Linked DNA regions of Sus scrofa: region 1 is linked to region 2. The links are chromatin contacts, called in public targeted proximity ligation maps. All regions are on one chromosome and are shown on one strand. The core of a region is the stretch at or near the end of the contact, and the rest is flanking DNA. Distances in the headings are between cores, read along the strand shown.

Region 1 (3,084 bases), core at 71-2,570, 56 kb before region 2:
AAGCAAGGGGTGGAGATGGAGTGAAGCTTTCTCAGAGATAGAATGCGCCATGTGTGGCGATGGACGGGCTGTGCAGGGGCCGCGCAGGGGAAGGAAGGGGTGCCTGGAGGACAACGGCTTGGGAGGAGGTGGTACCAGGCCCTGGGAGCAGACAGGCCAGGAGTGAGGATGCTGTGCTTTCTCCTGTCTCGTCGCTCTCCCTGTCGCTCATTAAGCTCCTGCCGCACCAGCCTCCTTTTGGTCCCTTAGACGCTCCAATCTCATTCCCACAGCGGGACCTTTTGACCCATTGTCCCTCCGGCAGGAACACTGTGCCCCAGCCCTTGGCCGGGCTGGGTCCGCCTCCTGGCCAGGTCTCCACCCAGATGCCGCCTCCTCGGAGAAGCTTTCCCTGACCACCCCCACCCTGCTGCCCTGTTGTGTTACTGCCTGCAACCTATTTGTTCACTCGTCCATCAGAGGCCCCCTCCCACCAGAAGGTAGGCTCCGTGGCAGGGGTGTCTTGGTCTCATATACGAGGTACTTTCCAGCGACTGCTGAGTCAGTCATTGCCAGACGGACCAATGCATTAAGATGACGTTGTTTGGAAGCCAGGCTAGGCTAGGGCTGCAGCTTTCAGAGCCATGGCATGGAGACGGCGATTTAAGCTCCAGGAGAGGCAGAGAACACCCAGGGCAAGAAGGCAGGGTAAGGAGTTCCTCTCATGGCTCAGTGGTAATGAACCCAAATAGCGTCCATGAGGACGCAGGTTCGATCCCTGGCCTTGCTTGGTAGGTTAAGGATCCGGCGTTGCTGTGAGCTATGATGTAGGTCACAGAGGTGGTTTGGGTCCCACATGGCTGTGGCTGTGGTGTAGGCTGACAGCTACAGCTCCAATTCGACACCTTTTCTGGGAATTCCCATATGCCACGAGGGTGGCCCTAAATAGGCAAAAAAAAAAAAAAAAATGCAGGGTAAGAGAAAGTCTTCAGACCATCCTGAGGCCCTGGGCATGCAAGCTTTGGGCAAGTTTACAGGAGGTGCTAGTACAGGACCCTCAGGGAGAGGGGAGACAGGGAGGAGGCAAAGCAAGACACCCCCACCCCACACAGCTGGGAGCTGGGGAGCCTGGATTCAACCCACGCTGGCTCCGGGTGGGGGGACAGCACCCCCCCCCCCCCGTGCCCCGACAAAGTCTACATCAATCATCTCAGTTTCCCTAGGTGGGTGTAATCCTTGCCCCTCTTCACTAGGAGGGAGAGGGTTAGGGACCCAGAGAGGGCGGACTCAGTATCATGCTGGAGCCCAGTTCTCAGCCTCGCCTCTCCACCTCACTGAGCTTCTTCTGCACCTGTCACGGAAGCCACCATGGGGACAGCTGTGAAGAGGAGGGAGAGGTCGGCAGAGGCATGAGCGGCCAGTAGCCGCTGAGAGAAGAACTGTAAAAGCAGGTTCAAGAATCCACTCCGGGTGGATCCTGACTCGCCAGTGCCGCCAGAGTAGACAGAAGCCACACTGGAGAGGATGGAGGGGTGAGGACGCGGGACAAGCACGCGTGGATAACTTTGGAGAAGTTTGGCTGCAAAGACGAGACAAGACACGGATTAGTAACTGGAGGAGCCTTGGGTGCAGAGGACGGCTATTTTAAGGTGGAAGAAACCCGAGCGTGTGAAGTTGGAGCCAGCAGAGAAGGAGTGGTTAAAGGAGCATTAAGGAAACTAAAGTGAAGGGGGTGGGGCGCAGAGGAATCAGAGGGGGTCCTTTCTCAGGGACCCGTGGAAAGCCCCTGCCTCCAGAGGTCTGGAGACAGAGCGGAGGGATTCTTGCCCCAGGACGCCCCCTTTCGGTGAGAAGTAGGAGATAAGGCATCTGAGCAGAGGGAGGGAGGGGCTAGGGGCGGGGCAGAGGTGAGAGTGGGGGCGGGGCAGAGGTGAGAGTGGGCGTGGTTTGCAGGAATTCGGCAAATGGGCGGGAGAGAGCTGCCCAAAGCAGAGAGGGTCCTGTGGGGTCTGGTGACCATTCTTGGGGCCATCCGTCCGCCCGGGGCGCGATGTTCTTTGGGGGCACCCAGCAGCCATCCAGGGCCGAGGTTCTACCAGGAGGGCTCCCCTGGAGGACTGAGGTCAGGCAAGGGGCGAGAGGGACTGGGGTCACCGGCTGCGGAGTCTGACCTGGAGAAGGAAGTGGGGGCGGGGAGGCGCCGACGGATGGGGAGGAAGTAGAGACCAGTGCAAATGCTGGAAAGCGCAGGGCGGAAGAACCGAAGGTGTGACCCTGAAGCCTCTGAAGGAGGGGCTTCGGGAGAGGAGCAGTTGGGCGCTGTGTCGAGGTTAACCGAGCAGCCGAGCAGCCGTGGGTGTGGGCAACTCGGCTGAAGCCTCAGCCCTGCCGGCAGGAGGCAGGCCTCGCAGAAGAGGCTGCAGCTTGAAAGCGAAGCTTCCAAGGAAGATGAGGGGTGTGTGTGTGTGTGTGTGTGTGTGTGTGTGTGTGTGTGTGTGTGTTGAGCATTCACACTTACAAAGGAGTAAACTGTAGAAAAAAAAAGCCCACCCTGGACTTCCTGTCGTGCCTCAGTGGAAATGAATCTGACTAGTATCCATGAGGATGCAGGTTCGATTTCTAGCCTCCCTCAGTGGGTTAAAGGCCCGGGGTTGCCTTATGTAGCAAGAAGCCTCCTGCACCCCCTCCCTCCACATCTCAGCCTGCAGGCCCCATCCCAGCACACCAAAACCTGAGGGTGGGGAGCACAGAAACTCCTTGCCACCCCCAGTTTCGAAATCCATCATTCCCTGGCTCCCAAGATAGCCCACTCCCGGCTTCCCTCCCACCTCCCTGGGCGACCCTCCTCTGCGGCCTTGCCAGCTCCTCTTGTGTCCTGCCTTTAAGTGGTGGCCCACTGAGCTTCCTCCCTTCTCATCCCAACCTGGTCCCTTCCCACAGCTCCATCTGTCTCTAGCCACACGAGGGCCCAAGTCTCTCTTCTGAGTCCCAGTCCCATACACTAATTGCCCACCTTGGATGTGCTTCAAACTTGACACACCAGAACCGGACCCATCAGCCACCCCTTCTGCCTGCGCACCCCCGCCCCCTGCCCCCAGCCTACAA
Region 2 (3,098 bases), core at 118-2,617:
TGTGAAGGGAGAGACAGGACCCAGCAAGGAGGAGAGAAGGGAGTGCATCCCACGGAGAAGCCTCAAAGCTCACAGGTGTGGAGTTCCCGCTGTGGCACACCAGAATCTGCGGTGTCTTTGGAGCCCTGGGACACAGGTTTGGCCCCAGGTCCCAGCACAGTGGATTAAGGGTCCGGTGTTGGTGCAGTTGTGGTGCAGTTTGCAATTGTGGCTTGGTTCTGATCTGATCCCTGCCCTGGGAACTCCATACGCCAAGGGGAGGCCAAAAAAAGAGGGGGGGGGGTTCACAGGTAATGAGGTGGGCGCAGAATTGGGATCCTGGGGTGGAAAGTCTTAGCACAAGGACATTCAGCCAGATCCTCAGAGCTCTTCCCCACATGACCTTCCATCTCAAAGTAGTAGAAACCCATGATCCAACTCCACCCAGTCAGGCCCTCTCACCACCACCACCCTGAGGCATGGGGGTTCCCCAGCCCATGTGGGCCCTGAAGGGGCTCCCCAGTTTAGGTCTCAGCCCTCAATGAGAAGAGGGGCTATGGAGGGGATTCCCTTTGTGGTTCCCTTCCTCATCCTGAGAAATAGCTGGCTGGGGTCCCCCCACCACCCCCAGGTTTAGGAGCAATTAAAAGGCAAAAAAAAAAAAAAAAAAATGGGGGCACAAAACAGGGCCTTCCTGGGGCTGTCCCAGGCAGGGATCATGCCCTTCCATGGACACCTCTCCGATGGGAATACATGACCTAAATTACATAAGGATGGGAGGGGCCCTGCTGGGTGCTTTTCAAAGTGCCTCCACATTTTTCTTCCCTAGTTGCCATGGAAGGCCGGCAGGGCCAGCACCAAAAAGTGGCCAAAGTCACCAGGTTGGAAGTGACAGAGCTGGCATTAATACCAAGATTTCCCCTAAATCTAAGCCAGGCTCTTTATTAAAAAACAAACAGGAATCCTCTGTAACTTATTTTTTAAATTACAAAATCAAACAGGCTCGTTGTAAACAAATGCAAAACGTTAGAGAACAGCGTGATTTACGATGTGAGAGGACAGTAATCCACTCCCAGAGGAATCGAGTTTGGTAATCCTCTGCTGTCTGCTTCCAGATTCTCTCCACGTCGCCAGAGATCAGATCTGGCCCAGCGGGCCCTCCCTGAGGGGCCCGGACCGGAATGCTAGGCCGGATGGAACAGGACCCCGCTGCAGCGGTGTGGCCTCGGCAGTGCCCCACGCTGCGTTCCCGGGGGCGGCCGAGCTGCCCTGGGCCCGACCCGGCTGCGCCGGGTGGGGCCCGGGGAAGCCGCTACGTCACGAGGCGGACGGGAGTGAGTCGCGCGCGGCCCAGCCAGGATTCCATTACATCACAGGACGGCCAGGAGCCGCGACTGGGTAAACACCGCTGCAAACCATTGGCTACCGTGCCTCCCTTCCAACCAATAGCACGAGAGTATGCAAATAAGCCAGAGGGCGTTCTCTTCCTTTGGATTTGGTACTGCAAACAGACTTCTCTGCCAGAATGAGGGTCCCAGGCTGAGGAAGGAAGGGGGCCGCGAAATCCGTAGAGAAGCTGGTTTGGGATTTTCCATCCCAAATCTGGTTCAGCCACTTCTCTGAAGAATAGAGTGTAATTAAGAATTCTTGAGCTATCTTTCCTGTTAGACCCTGCTTCTTGGAGATTCAGTGAACCTAAGAAATGATGCAAAAATTATTTAGGTCAACTTGGAGACGAAGAGGAGGAAGAAAGAAGAAACATAGAGTTACAGAAAGCTGGACCGTGCTTTGGAGACCATCTGGGTCTACCCTCTCTCTGGGGACACAGCAAAGAACAAAACAGACATAGCCCCTGTCCCCACGCCGTGGCTTACAAGCCCAGTTGTGGAAACTGCTGTTCAGCCACCTTGCAAATAAGAGAAAATGAACTGCAGTATGCCTACGAGTTATTTAATGAGGAACTGTAATTTAGGAGGGATGGTGGTGGATAAGGGAAATACTTTTTCTCCTTCCCCAGGAAGTAAGTTTTCTAGTGAGGAATATTTTTGAGGTGGAGCATGGTGGGGAGTGTTCCAGGGGGAGGAAACGGTATGTGGGAAAGGCCAGAGGTGAGAAAGAGCATCGCAGAGGGCATGTGCCAGACACTGAGCAAAGCACTTTCCTTGCTTTGTCTCTTCTTCCTTCTTTCAACAGCCCTCAGGTGGGTTCTCTTTAGTATTTGGGGAACCGGGGCTCCAAGAAGCTAAATAACATGCCTGATGCCACATGGCTGAGAAATAGCAGAGCAACGATTTGTATCCAGGCTGGTGTGGCCTCAAGTCTAGGCACTGAACTGCTAGTGACTGCCTCCTGGATTAGAGTCTGAAGTTCAGAGAGGTGAAGGGATTTACCCCAAATTTCACAGCTTGCAACAGAGCTAGGACCCCGCTCCCCAGAGGTCTGCAGATTTTTCACTGTTTTGTGAAGGAAGAAAGGGCTCAAGAATGAGGAAAGGGACAGGGAGGGAGGGAGGGGAAGGAGGGTGGGGAGAAAAAGGGTCCTCCCTGCCCAGTCCTTAGGGTCTCCTTGAACTTGCCTAGAACTTGGGGTTTGCTGAAGTGGAAATAGACTTTTTTTTTTTTTTTTGGCTTTTTTAAGGACCACTCCTGCCGCATATGGCAGTTCCCAGGCTAGGGGTCAAATCAGAGCTACAGCTGCCAGCCTAGGCCACAGCCACAGCAATTCGGGATCCTAGCTGAGTCTGCAGCCTACACCACAGCTCATGGCAATGCCAGATCCTTAACCTACTGGTCAAGGGCAGGGATCAAACCTGTGTCCTCATGGACACTAGTCAGGTTCATAACCTGCTGAGCCACAACCAGAACTCCAGGTAGACGTTTTTAAGCACCCTTCTCTGGGGGTCTGCTGCTAACCTGCAGGCAGGTGCCCTGGAGGCTGCGAGGGGACTGGCCTGCCAGAGCAGCCCAGATTAGCTGGATCTTGTGTGCTCTCCAGGTTGCCAAGCGACGCTGCTCCTCGGCTCTTACCAGACGATCCAGCTCTGGTTACCAGTGACAACCCTCAGGGGAGGGCCTGGAGAGACAAAGAGGCAGGCAGGAGAACCAGGGAGGCCAGCCTAG

What was found.
Region 1: a contact with region 2 is called in a targeted proximity ligation map of skeletal muscle. A contact is called at or near these places in 30 of 47 Hi-C or Micro-C datasets (adipose tissue, alveolar macrophages, blood and 15 more) and 2 of 2 datasets of targeted methods (alveolar macrophages and skeletal muscle).

What each region holds. Positions count from the first base shown.
Region 1 is chr5:17,433,682-17,436,765 of Sscrofa11.1, reverse strand. No RefSeq gene overlaps it. Among named protein-coding and RNA genes, the nearest start is that of ATG101, 17 kb to the right of the region's middle.
Region 2 is chr5:17,377,865-17,380,962 of Sscrofa11.1, reverse strand. No RefSeq gene overlaps it. Among named protein-coding and RNA genes, the nearest start is that of GRASP, 22 kb to the right of the region's middle.